Regions from separate parts of the Rattus norvegicus genome. Here region 2 is linked to region 1. The links are chromatin contacts, called in public Hi-C maps. All regions are on one chromosome and are shown on one strand. Each heading gives the region's core, a stretch centred on a gene start, on an enhancer-like site or on the middle of the called end of the contact. The rest is flanking DNA. Distances are from core to core; before and after follow the strand shown. Region 1 overlaps Ppargc1b (PPARG coactivator 1 beta). Region 2 overlaps Arhgef37 (Rho guanine nucleotide exchange factor 37).

Region 1 (6,331 bases), core at 987-3,486:
TTGACCTTTTCTGTAAATAACCTTATCTCCAAATAGCACCCAGGCTCCCAGAGAGGTGAGGCTGAGTCAAACCCGTCTTTCCTCTAAAAAGTCTGAGCTACTCCCCTTTACAGTCGATGAGTGTGAGAGAGAACAATACAGACCATTCGTTCATTACCATTGTCAGAAGGGAAGTGTGGCTTAGGAAGCGGGGGTGGGGGGGGGTGGGGGGTGGGAATGACCCAGGTCACATGGGAGAGCAAGGTCAGACTAGGGACAGGCGGCGACACTGCACCATGCCCCCAGCTTCTTACACACAGCTTCTCAAGTTGCTGTTCCTTTATGCCCCTTCCTCTGGCAACTCCATACCCCTCATCTGAAAGGGTTGTGGCTTCCTCAAGCCAGGGAGATAAATGACCCTGGCAGAGGATTTGCACCGCTTCACTCCAGACTCACATAAGTGGCTTCATTGGAAGCTTGTGTATCTTGTTGGAAATCGATCCCCTGCTTCAGAAAGAATGCATCTTCAGGAGGGGGAAAAAATGTTCAGTCTAGTTTTCCTGCCTGCAATCAGCAAATCTCCTAGCTTCCTCCACGGCCCAGAGCAAATTCTCAGAATTCCTGAGTGGAAGGGAGGAGGGGGGATGGCAGGTAGCTGCGGGGACAGTTGGGGTTTTGGACCTATGCTGTACACACCTTTGGACTTTCAGGGGATTCTCAGAACTTGAAACTGGACAGACAGAGAGCACAGGGCCCCTCTTACCCAAATCTTTCATATAGTTCTTGACTTTATCAAGTATCTCAGAACCATGCAAGCTTTGGGGTAACATTGAGGCTGAACTCGGCATCTAATCAAATGAACACATCAGCGAGTGAATTAATGAATGAACTTCCAGAGTGGAATGCAAGTACAAAAGGGAGATGTACTGAGAAGGGAATCAGCCAAGCAAAGGTGGGCAGCAGGCGGGCCTAGGCCCTGCCGCTGACTCCTCCTCTGAGATCAAGACAGTCCCCTTGGCTTTGCTTTTACAGACAGATACTGATGGTAAGGAGAGTCCTACCTTCCGGGCCTCTTAGCAAAATAAGGAGAGAGGCTGAGTGCTTCCCATATGCCAGCACCTGGTGAGTACCCCAGGTCGCTGCAGACTGAATATGACCCCACACATTCATGTGTTGAAATCCTACTCTCCAAGTGAAAAGGTGGGGTATTTGGGGGCTGACTGGGTCACAGAATAGAGCTCTTGTGAGCAAGGTTAGTGTTCTTAGAACAGGAAGCCGCAGCAGCTATTACTAACCCATTACAAATGGCCTAGTCTAGACCATGACCCTGAGCCTCCCTGCCTTTCTGGGAAAGGAGGGAAGGAAATACATACAAGGTCCCCACAAAAGCCATTTCCTTCTTCTCTGACATTCCTTGTTTGGTCTGCATCTCACTGATTCCCTCCCTGTGGGAAAAGTCTACTGATTATCTTTGGGAACTTAACCCTCCCCTAAAACCAGGTAAGTAAGTCCGGCCCAGGGTGCAAGATTGGATTCAGGTTTTGTGATGCGTCTGATTAAGAGGGCTCAGCTATTCTAGACACCCTGGCAGCCATCTTCTCGAGTGCCTCGAACAGCAGCCTAGACAGCAGCAAGCTAGGGCAATGCCGAGCCAACCTGGAGAATCAGATTCCAGCAAGGTAATTCACGCACTGTATCCAGGTGGGCCTGAGGGCAGTGACTCCCTGGGCTCAGCTGTACCCTTCTAAACTGCATGGAGTTTGTATCACCTATCAATGACAAAGTGATAGCCAATTCATCTCTCTTACATAAAAAAAAAAAAAATCCAATCTTCTTCTTGTCTTCCAAATTAATACAAAACTCTGAAAGAAGTCTAGAAGAATAGTAAGAAGGGTAGACAGGCTTTGTACCCCTCCCATCACCAAATACAGCGTCATCAGAAACCACACGCGCGCGCACACACACACACACACACACACACACACACACACACACACACACACACGCACGCGTGCACAAGGGCAAATGCAAGGAAAGAAGGAAGGGCCTAAGCACTGGCCTTGGGCCAGCTGAACACAACATGATGTTCAGCCCTTTATAGTCAGGTTCCAAGCTCTAACCAAGCAAGTGGTCAAAGACCCTAAGAGAAAGTCTGATAAGAATGGATTCTCCAGCTCAGAGAGCAAGGCAGGGTCAGGTACTCAGAACTAACTGGTCACGAGCTTCTCCCTGTCAGCTGTAAAGGAGCCAAGGTACAGTGTGCTTGGGACAACAGCTCTGCTTCAGGGACAGGGCATCAGAACCATCCTGGACAGCAACCTCTATATCCCAGCCCAGCCCCACTCAGAATGTTTTGCATGCCAGTATTTCTGTAGGCTATGGCAACCTAATTAGGCAAACCTAATCCTACCAGACCTATGGTACAGCGATACCCAGTCTCCAGCTGACCAGCCAACCAGGTTAGCTGGTGTGGTTCTGTCCTACCCACCCAACCTGCTTCCCCAGGGCCTGTGCTCTGCTAGGCCCTGCTTCCCCCGAACCCAATTGTTTCTAGCCTTACAAAAAATGAAATGGTTCTTAACTAGAACATGTTGGAAGAAAGGACGGGAGCTCCACGAGAACTAAGCTGCAGGTTGTGGAAGAAGCCAAGAAGCTCGAGTTACTGAGAAACCAAGCTGCTGTCAAATGTGATATGGATGAGATTGGATCAAAGACGAGACACATTGATGGGGAGATCCGAATCAAAGATGAGGAGACAGTGGACTCTGTACTGGGTGCCCAGAAAGCATCTTGATCCAACTGTGTGGCTCCCCAAGCAAGACATTGGGGTTCTCTGGCTCTGGGGTGGGGACTGTGCTGGACTGACTGGGATTATCAATTTGGTACCATAGTCCTCTACCCAGAAGCAAGGTGAAAGCACAGAACACATGACTTTGTTAAGGCGGTAGGTAGGTACAGCATTTCCATAACTTATCTGACCTCTTCCTAGGAATTCCCATCCCCCGCACAGCCCCTCTCTCTGCTGCCAGATAAGAGATGACTGATGTATACCTGTTCCACCTCCGCTGTGCTGGAAACAGCCTCGTATCAGTTGAGGAACACCATAAGGGGTGGGGTGCTGGAATGGTCCCGTGCCACACTTGCCCAAACAAACCTCTTATATTGTAGGTGATAAAGTTGAGGCAAATAGAAAGGGAACAGGAAGGGAGTCACTCTAGATCCACACTGCCAGTTCCTAGCAGGATCACACAACTAGGATCTCCCTGTATCCCCTGTTCGAGCTCTTTTCAAAATGACAGGTCACTTCCTCAAAGTTTGGTCCCTGTCCCCAAATTCTGGGTCAGATTCCTGCCTGCCAGGAAAAGGAAGGGAAAGAGAACAGAGGTCCACAGGGCAGGTGCTATCCTGCTTAGTCACCACCTTCCCCGTTCCCTGTGGCCTCCAAGCAGTCAGCCTCTTATCCCTCTGAGATCTGTGAGCTCAGGTGACCAGGCAGGATGGGATTACCTGGGAGGGAAGGGGGTTGGGAGCTCTTGCAGGGCCTGGTGCAGGCCTTTGGAGGCCAGATTCCCTGTGTCTGGCACCAGGGTCTGGGAGGGTGCTCTCCTCTCTACCCACAGCAGCATGGATTCCCGACCACGCCATTAGTACCTCTCAGCAGGCACGCTGATGTCCAGGCCCCAGAAGGCTGTGTTTGTTTTTAAACAATAAAAGGTTAGTGAATGCCGGTGACTTGGGCCACTAGGCGCTTTGCGTTTGCCTGTCCTTGCTGTTGACTGTATGCACTTGAACTCAAGGGCCTCTTGAATTCCCACGAGAGTGGCAGGGAAGACACTGGCTCAACTGCCAAGTGATGCGTGCACACACATCGGAGGCACCAGAGGCAGAGCTGGCTGAGCGTTGCTATTCACAGGCAGCCACTGCGCCTCCAGACATCTCCGGAGACCCCCACACGCAGTGGGGAGGAGCATGTGGGTCCCTACCTGGGACCCTCCGAACTGGGACACTTCACCTGCCAGTGGCTACCACCCTTTTGTGGTCTGCAACCCACAGAAGCAGACCACCCCACCTCTGGCTTTGCCAACGTCCTGCTGAGATTCTCTCAGAGAGCACTTCATTTTCCTGGAATAATTTGAGCTACGTTCAAGCCTACAGTTTAGTGGCATTAACCATATCCACATGGTTGTACAACCACTATCACCACCACAACCACCACCACCACCACCACCACCACCCCCACTTTCTGAACTTTCCCCTATTTTAAATGTATCTATTCCTTAATTAGGAGTTCCCTGACTGCATGGCCTTGTCCTGCTTTGTCCCCGCCATGCCCCCACCCCCAACCCCACCCCCTCAACGCACCGCATGATGTCTGGCGTGTAGTAGGTGTTCAATGAAGATGTATGTAACAAGCGAAACAAGAGCCCTGTAAACCGTGAAGGGCAACAAGCAAGCGCCAGAGAGGACGGACGTGTTAATATTTTTTCCCAGACGACCCCCAAACCCAGCCGGATTGCTCTTACAACCTCAGTGATCCCATAATAATTCCACCTCTGTCAACCCCGTGGGGACCGAACTGCTCTGTGCTCCTTTCCGTGCCTGGTTCGAGGCCCCTCCGTGAGGTCGAGAATGAAGCCGTGTGAACACACACGCCAGCTGATGTCAGCACTCACCATTCCGGCACATCACCTCTGCCCAGCTCTACATTTATCAGCTGCTGAAGAGCAGGGCCAAAAATAAACCACTAGGATCAAATGCCACTCAGGGCTGCTCTTCTAATGCTCAGGAGTGGCTGAAAGGCCCTGAGAGGCCTGGCGACTGGGGGGCGGGAGGGGGGGCGGGGTCTGCCACAGCAATGGACAGGAATTGGAAGTCAGAGCCATAGCTGAGAAGAGGGTGACGTAGGCATCAAAAAGCCAGGCAGTATAAGAAGTACATCAAGAAGGGGGTGGGGGAGGAGGAGGGAGAAGAGACAATAGATCCACCATGACTAACAAATGCCAGAACTCACGTGTGGTAGAGTGGGGACTACTGAGTTATCCCTCTGCCTCAGGCCTGGGGAAACCATCCTGGAGCTCCTGTCTGTATTTCTAAAATTGGTATCTTTACATTTATAGCATTTTAAAAACAATGGATGGGAGTACAGCTTACTTTGATTGCTGAATTGTTTGCACAGGAGCCAAGCGCCTTCTTGGCCTAACGCGGCCCTGACTTGGCAAGGCGCAATGAAGGACTTACTATATGTGCAGGAGACTAATGTGGAATTACATCCCAGGCCGTGGCCTGAGCAGAGACTTGGGACGTGCATTTCGATCTCTCTGCAAAGGGACCTCTAAGTCGTCACTGGCTATGGAAGTGTCCTAGTCTGTTTGCTGAAGTGTTTTGGGTGGAAAAGTGTTTGGAAAAGCTATAAAGTGTTCTCCATAGGAAATGCTATTAAATTCTTCTTAAAGTAGCAAAAGGACTAACGAGGGGAATAAACACCATTCAGTTTGGGGCTTGTTTTTTTTTTTTTTTTTCAAATAGGTTCTTAATATGTACCCAGATTGGATTCAGACTCTTGGTCTCCTGCCTCAGCGTCTCGAAGGCTGACATGATACATGTGCGATAACACGCCTAGCCAACAGGAATTCATGTTCTCTTGTTCTGTCTCTGTCTATTCCTCTCCCTCTCCTTCCCTTCCTATCTATCTATCTATCTATCTATCTATCTATCTATCTATCTATCTATCTATCATCTGTCTGTCTGTCTGTATATATGCATGCATATACATCTATTATCTATCTTGCCTGCCATCCATCCATCCATCCATCCATCCATCCATCCATCCATCCATCCATCTCCCTCTCTCTCCATTCAACCCAGGTTTCTAAAAAATGCCCTACCACTGCGCTACCTCTACACGTCTACAGTCATATATGTATATGTTTTTATTTATTATTATTGTATGTGTGCATCCTGCAGGCCCATGTGCCACAGCACATGTGTGGAGGTCAGAGAACAACTCAGTGGGCTCAAGGGATTGAACGCAGGCAGCCTGGTTTTGCATGGCATTGTCTTTCCCCATCCCCCACCCACCTTCCCCATCTCACCAGCCCTTGCTTGTCTGGTTTTTGAGACATGGCCCACTATGTTATCCAGGCTGGACTGGAATGTGCTTTGTAGCCCAGGTGAGCCTTAAACTTCTGATCCTCTTACTTTAGCCTTCTGAACAGCTGGAGGTATGGGCCTGTCTCACAATGCCCAGCATTCAATCTTGAAGGAGATTATAAAACACTCCCTCTGTTTATTCATAAAGGAGTGAAGTCTAGCAAATGACTAGAGTTCATTTAAAAATAGTAGAGGGCTTGCA
Region 2 (6,331 bases), core at 1,786-4,285, 170 kb after region 1:
AGAATGGTACAGTGGGGTGGTGCTGTGGGCGGGGCCCGCCATGCACATGGAGTAGGAGGACCCTCCCATGGACAGCCTTTTGGTTCAGAGAAAAGCATTTGGATTTTGTTCTTTTAAACAGAGGAGAAGCAGTCTCTAATTCACTTTAAAAAAAAAAAAAGAAATAAAAAAAAGTAGTGACTCCAAAGATTGGGTTGTAGGTGACGGATGAGGGCATCTGGAGGCCACTACAACAGACGCCCGGGCAGGAGATGTTGGGGAAAGGAGTGGAGAGGGAGCCGGTGGAAGGGATACGGAATGCCTCTGAGGTTTTGAAGCCGTAAGGACCCACTGAAGGATTGAGTACAGAGATCTGAGACGGGGAAGAATCAGGAGGGTGTCAACATCAACATGGCCAATTTCCTGAGGAGAAGACCATGCAGCCTAGGCGTCCTGGCATGGGAGAGGCATTTCTAAATGTGGTAACTTTCAGAGGACTAAAGAAGTATAGCACCCTCTGGGCAGAGAAAGTGAAAGGATTATAATTCAGTACTCAACTTTAGTAAAGACGCACTAGAGGCATATTTCAGTACGTTAAGGAACATATCTTTATGATATGAACTATCCAGATAAATCCAGATACAGTGATTTTTCACTGTGGTTTTCATGAAGATGGGGTCGGGGGTGGGCACATGGCCCTGAAGGGATGTGTCACACCTTGGGATCTCTAGCCTAGGAGACGGGGCAAGGAGTATGTGAGGGGCAAGATTTTAAAAAGTGAAACACAAACATTAAGAAATTTGAAAAAAAAATGAACCAGAGCCAAAAAAAGTAGGAGGAAAGACTCCCTCTTTCTATAGCATCATCTTCCACAGTGTCTTCCTTAACAGCAAAATTGTCTTCAACTGCACAGTCAGCAGCCTGAGGGAGCCCCTCAAATGTAGAAACAATCCAAGATGGCTGACGAGAATCACAGAGCATTTGAGGACAGGGCACACTTACTTCCCAGGGGAACGACCTTTGGCCTCTGGAGACTTCTACCTGCTTTCAGTTTTGAAAGCGCTCATGCAGTGCTGGGGCATTTCCGAGTAAGGGGTCTGGAACAGGGCATCAGGAGGAAGGCTGAAGGTGCCCAGGTTAGTTAGAAGTACAGTGCAGGGCCCTGAGCCTAGGAAGCTTCGAGGGGAAGCTGAAGAGGCCTGGACGCCCAGGATCAAATCTGTATTAAACCCTGTGCATAGAAGACACGCTGTCCAGTGTCACTAGGCTGTGTTGTTTCAACACCTCAGCAACCCCATGACTTACCCACGAAGAGGAAAGTGAGGTTTTTAAAAAGAGATTAAGTAACTCGTTTCAAAGAGGTTACTCAGCCCACAACTGTGGGTCAAGATTTGAACACAAGTATCTTGCATAGAAAAAAAAATCTGGTTTCTATAGCCTTTCCCCTAGTCAGCTCACTTGACTCTGAAAACCAGCCTGTCCCCAAATGCAAGGGTTTGAGGGCAGCTCCAGGCTGGTCTCCAGGGCCCAGTACAAAGTCCCTTGCACCAATAGCAGGACTCAGCCTTGTATCCCATTCTCAATACTCAATCCCAACATTATGGCAGTGTCCCTAAGTTGCCCCAGTCCCACATAGCCTTGTATTTGAACTGTGGCCCAAAGCCTGGAGTCTTGCTGCCCATGCTATAACCTGATTTTGACCTCTGTCCTGTTTGGACACCGCAGGATGCTTGTCCCCGAGTGTCCCATTGCAGCTATGCCTGTTGGACACCTGCTGCTCCCCGTCCCCAGGGAGGGTGCCCGAGGGTCACAGTGTCCTCCCAGTCTCCCTGCTTTCTCCTGACCCAACCCTTCTAGCTCTGGCAAGTAGATCTGTACCTCTGGGCTTGGCCCTGCCTCACGGGAGAGTCCCAGGGCTCCATCCCAATGCTTGTTTCTTGGGGATCCTACGGAGAATGAACTCCACTGTGGCTGGCTGCCATGGTTGCTGCCGAGGGTTGTTTAATTGTTTGTTGTTTTGTCTTGTTCTGTTTTGTTAAGATCGCTGCTCTTCAGAGCTTTCTATGTGATAGTACCTGGATTTATCACATAAACTGGATTCCTTCATGTCACCTCCCCGCAGCTCTGTAAGCAGAGAGGAAATGCTTCAAGTATGGTTACTGACATGCTGGTCTGTTCTGACACTCCACGGATGGGCTCAGGAGCCAGAGACCCCAGATCCGAGACAGGCTACCTCTTCTCCAACCAGAAACCTGCCTCAATTCCTTTCTCTCAGACCTGGGGCTCACTGCCTCTCCTGAGACACTATTGCTCCAGAATCACGTCTCTCCTGTTCCCTTCCTTCAGAGCTCGGCTTCACCCACAGTTCTGGCTTGTCACCATGGCCCTTGGGTCTTCTCATTAGTGTCTGCTCTGGGCCCTGCTGTAATAGCCTCAGCTGGCCAAGATGAGACCAGGTCAGCAGATTCCTTCAGCCATTACTCAGCTCTCTGTGGCTGAAGACACTTCAGTAACTCCAGGTAAAGAGGGGTGATGCTCCCTTGGCACTGGAGCTGGCAAAGGTCCCCAGCGTCCCTCCTAAGATGGACTAACTGAGAGACCCAAGTAGCTGAAGCCCCAGCCTTGCCTTCGACCTGAGTTCCTGTGGTATATCAGTCTAAGCGGAAACCAGAAACCACTCTATTGTGCCTTTCGGTCAGGAGGAACTTAACATAGGCAGTGGATCTTACAGGGGAAAGACATACTGCAGAGATCAGCAAGCACATGACATTTGAATACTTGGACTGAAGACGAGGAGTCCCCTGGTACTGGAGGATCTAGAGCCACCCAACACTAGAAGCATCCCCCGGTCTGTTGAGCACTAGGGACCAGAGGTGGGACTGCAGAAAAGACCACCCTATAGCAGATAAGTAGAGAAACGGGGGAGGGGGATACCTTGGCTCCTCCCCCTGGCCAGGGCTTCCCATGAATCCAATCAACCAGCTGCACAGAGGACAAAGGAACCTTGGAAATGTTTCCTACAGTACACATCTGCCAGGGCAGCAAACAAGGAAGACAGCAGCAGGCTGCCCAGCAAGCTTGACTGCAGATTCTGCGCTCTCTGCCTGAGCCGCCTGGGAGTAGGGGGTAGCCCCAGCCTGCAGCCACTGTGGAGAGTTCAGGCCCTACTCAGGTTCCATGGAGATTCGTATCCCTGAGGACCCAGGACAGGCACAGAGATAAGGGCTTCTACACAGGGGTGTGGCCAGATATCCTTACCATGTCACGTACAGGGAGGCAGACAGACCCTGAAACCCTTCCAAATTCCCTGCCTCTCTCCCTAAGCTCCCATAACAATAACAATTATGTCATGGAGCATAGAGGAGCTGGGCCAGGGGATTTACCAGTATTCTCCCTCAGAGAATCTTGGTGAGTACTTCTCCACAGTCCTCACTGGTAAGACAGAAGCAAGGAGTTAACGGAAACTCAGCATCAGTGATAATCCTTAGAGGAATGACCCTAAGGGAAACCACACTTCCCCAAAGATCCAAGGGAGAGAAATCAATGTCCGATGAAGTCGAGACACGAAACTACTTCTTCGGAGAAGATTCTCCAGCAGGAGGAGCAAAGGTGGGCCTGTTGTCGACCACATGAAGATTTCCATAGGAAAAAGGGACAGAGCTGGGCATGGTGGCACATGCCTGGAATCCCAGTACTGCAGGGGCTGAGGAGGGAGAAGTGTGGGCCAGCCTGGATTACAACCAAACCAAAACGAGAGACCCTAATAAAAGTCAAGCAAAACCTCTGGCTTCTGGCTTCTCGTGAAGAGTCAACCAGTCTGATACCACCCGTGTCAGTCACTCTGATGTGGCAGCAGTTGGCTGGGAGCCAGGAAGCTGCAGCCCTTAAGATGTGGTATACAGACTCCAATCCAAATGCAGCCCACAGTGTGGTGGTTCTCAGCCTTTCAACTCTGTGACCCTTCCATACAGTTCCTCATGTGGTCGTGACCCCTGCCCCCAACCATTAAAGTATTTTTCATTGCTACTTCATAACTGTTATGAATTGTGATCTAAGTATCTGTCTTTTCCCATGGTCTTAGACAACCCCTGTGAATCAGTGACCCACAGGTTGAGAACCATAACCTTACTTAATGTCCCCCTTCCTCCCAGGCTTTCTCTCTGCCTCTCTGGCCCAGCCAGAGTCATAGGCATTTCAGTTTGCTTCCTCAAATATTTCATGGCTGAGTGGAAGTGTCCTGCTGCCCCCTGGTGGTCACAATTCACACATAATTTCCATCTTATTCCATGTGAGTGAGTGTCTTGTCTGGGTATGTCTGTGTACCACTCGCCTGGTGCCCTCGGCAGTTAACAGGGGGTGTCATATTTCCTGGAACTAGAGTTACAGACAGTTGTAAGCCGGCATGTGGGTGCTGGCAATCAAACTCAGGTTCTATGCAAAAACAAGTGTCCTTAACTTCTGAGCCACCTTTCCAGATCCTCATTTGATTCTTAACCAAAAGGAAGGAAGGAGGGGGAAAGGGAGAGAGGGAGGCAGGGAGGAAGGCAGGGAGGGAGGAGGGAAGGAGGGAGGGAGGGAGGGAGGGAGGGAGAAAAGAAGAAAACAGATGTGTGGGCTGGGGATAAAGCTGACTGGTAAAGTGCTTGCTTAGCACACAAAAAGCCCTTAGTTCAATCTCCAGTACTGTTTAAAAAAATAAAAGCACAGGTCTGGACATGGTGGCACAAGCCTTTAATCCCAGTACGCCTTGAGTTCAAGGCCAGCCTGGTCTACATAGCAAACTCCAGGACTAATAGAGACTATCTAGTTTCAAAAAAAAAGAAAAAAAAGCCAGTCATGGTGGTGCATACCTTTAACCCCAGCACTCAGGAGGCAGAGGCAGGGGCAGGCAGATTTGACCAGCCTGGTTTACACAGTGAGGCCCAAGCCAGCCAGAACAATATAGTAAGGTCTTGTCTTAAAAATTAAAGAAAAATTAAGGAAAACAAAATACCAACCAACAAAGAGACTGATTTGTCTCAGCCAACTATTTCTGAGCAGGGCCTGCCCTGAAGTATGACTGATTGTGTCCAGTATCTATCGGAGAAATCTGGGTTTTCCCTCTATCTTCAGCAGTTTCCACTCACTTCTTGGCTAGGGATGGACTCTGTGCCCACTTCCCCTCCTCCGTGCTGGGATTCTGTCTGGCTTGAGCATGTCTAGGTCTTGTGCACACTGTCAAAGTCTCTGAGTTTGTGCGTACGCACTGTTCTGGACTGGGTTTCCTGAGGCCAAGCTTCCTCTCTCTCTTTTGCTTTTCCTAATCCTGCTCCTCTACGAGGTCCTGAATCTACACTCAGCTCTTTCAGTGAGCCTCCCACAACCACCTCAGCACTCTCGAATCCCCTCCTTGTCTAGGCCTGGTGCAAACATCTTCTATGGGGCCAATGGCACTGAGCCCTGCAGGGGCAAAAAGCTGCAGGACACTGGTCTGCCTCCAGACAGGAGGGGGTTCCATTAAGGTTTTGGTGTTTCTGCTCCTTCTATGGCATTTATCTTTGCAATACACCTTGGACACCTCTAACGTGAAGCTTATGACAGAGGCTTGGAAGGTTCTAGAAGGAAGCAGCACTCCCTGTGTTTGTAATGCGGTGTCATTGATGGGCACACAAGGCGCCTGGCCAGAGCCAGGTGATTTCCCAAAACTGTAGCCCTGAGCATTTCACTCCTCTCTCTCAACTCCTCCAGTGGCTCCCGTGCACAGTCTGAAGCCCTCTTTCTTGTGGGCTTGCTTAGCACATTTCTTAGTGCCTCTACCACACATTTCCCTCAGTTCTGTGATCTGCTGTCTCCTCTAGCTTTTGCATATGCCCTCCTGACCGCACAAGCTCAGGCACCCGTTAGGTCAAAGGTCATATATCACCTCTTTAAGGAAGCTTTCCTTGCTTGCCAAGCCGAGGTCAGAGGTCAACGCCTCTCTTGGGCTCCAGCCTGACACACTCACAGAAGTGAGTGCTGACTTGTCTGCCTCCCTGCCCAGATTGGGCGGGCTCAAAAATGGCATAGTTCATCTGTCTGACGTCTTGCTATATCCCCAGCATCTATGCCCAAATCTTGGAAGCCTCAAGGGTATACAGTAGTCACTCTAATAAACACATGAGCGAACAAGTTATCATTCTCAGATCTAGCGAGGATGGTGAATGGATGAAATACTAGCCAACAGCTGGAGTCATACTAAGTCCTTTATTGCCAGTGGTCACATCACGCTCATCACACGACTCAAGAATTCCCTCGTCTTCCCTTGGATAATACAATCGTCTCCCTGTATCCTAAACTACGTTGGGGCTCAAAGGGTTAAAGAGTTCCCACTTCA

Evidence for each region. A called contact is a pair of places that touch in the nucleus more often than the background predicts.
Region 2: a Hi-C map of hepatocytes shows a contact between it and region 1, with 2.2 times the contacts expected there. The contact joins two enhancer-like sites. A contact is called at or near these places in 2 of 12 Hi-C or Micro-C datasets (hepatocytes and psoas muscle).

What each region holds. Positions count from the first base shown.
Region 1 is chr18:57,057,300-57,063,630 of GRCr8, forward strand. The region is part of intron 1 of Ppargc1b (PPARG coactivator 1 beta); the gene reads right to left. Among named protein-coding and RNA genes, the nearest start is that of Mir3557, 68 kb to the right of the region's middle. Within about 2 kb of position 2,237, at least 5 of the 93 cell types and tissues checked have an H3K27ac peak or open chromatin away from gene starts, as enhancers often do.
Region 2 is chr18:57,221,851-57,228,181 of GRCr8, forward strand. It overlaps Arhgef37 (Rho guanine nucleotide exchange factor 37), which reads right to left. Exons shown (of 13, transcript NM_001100974.2): 13 at 6,183-6,331. Among named protein-coding and RNA genes, the nearest start is that of Arhgef37, 46 kb to the right of the region's middle. Within about 2 kb of position 3,036, at least 7 of the 93 cell types and tissues checked have an H3K27ac peak or open chromatin away from gene starts, as enhancers often do.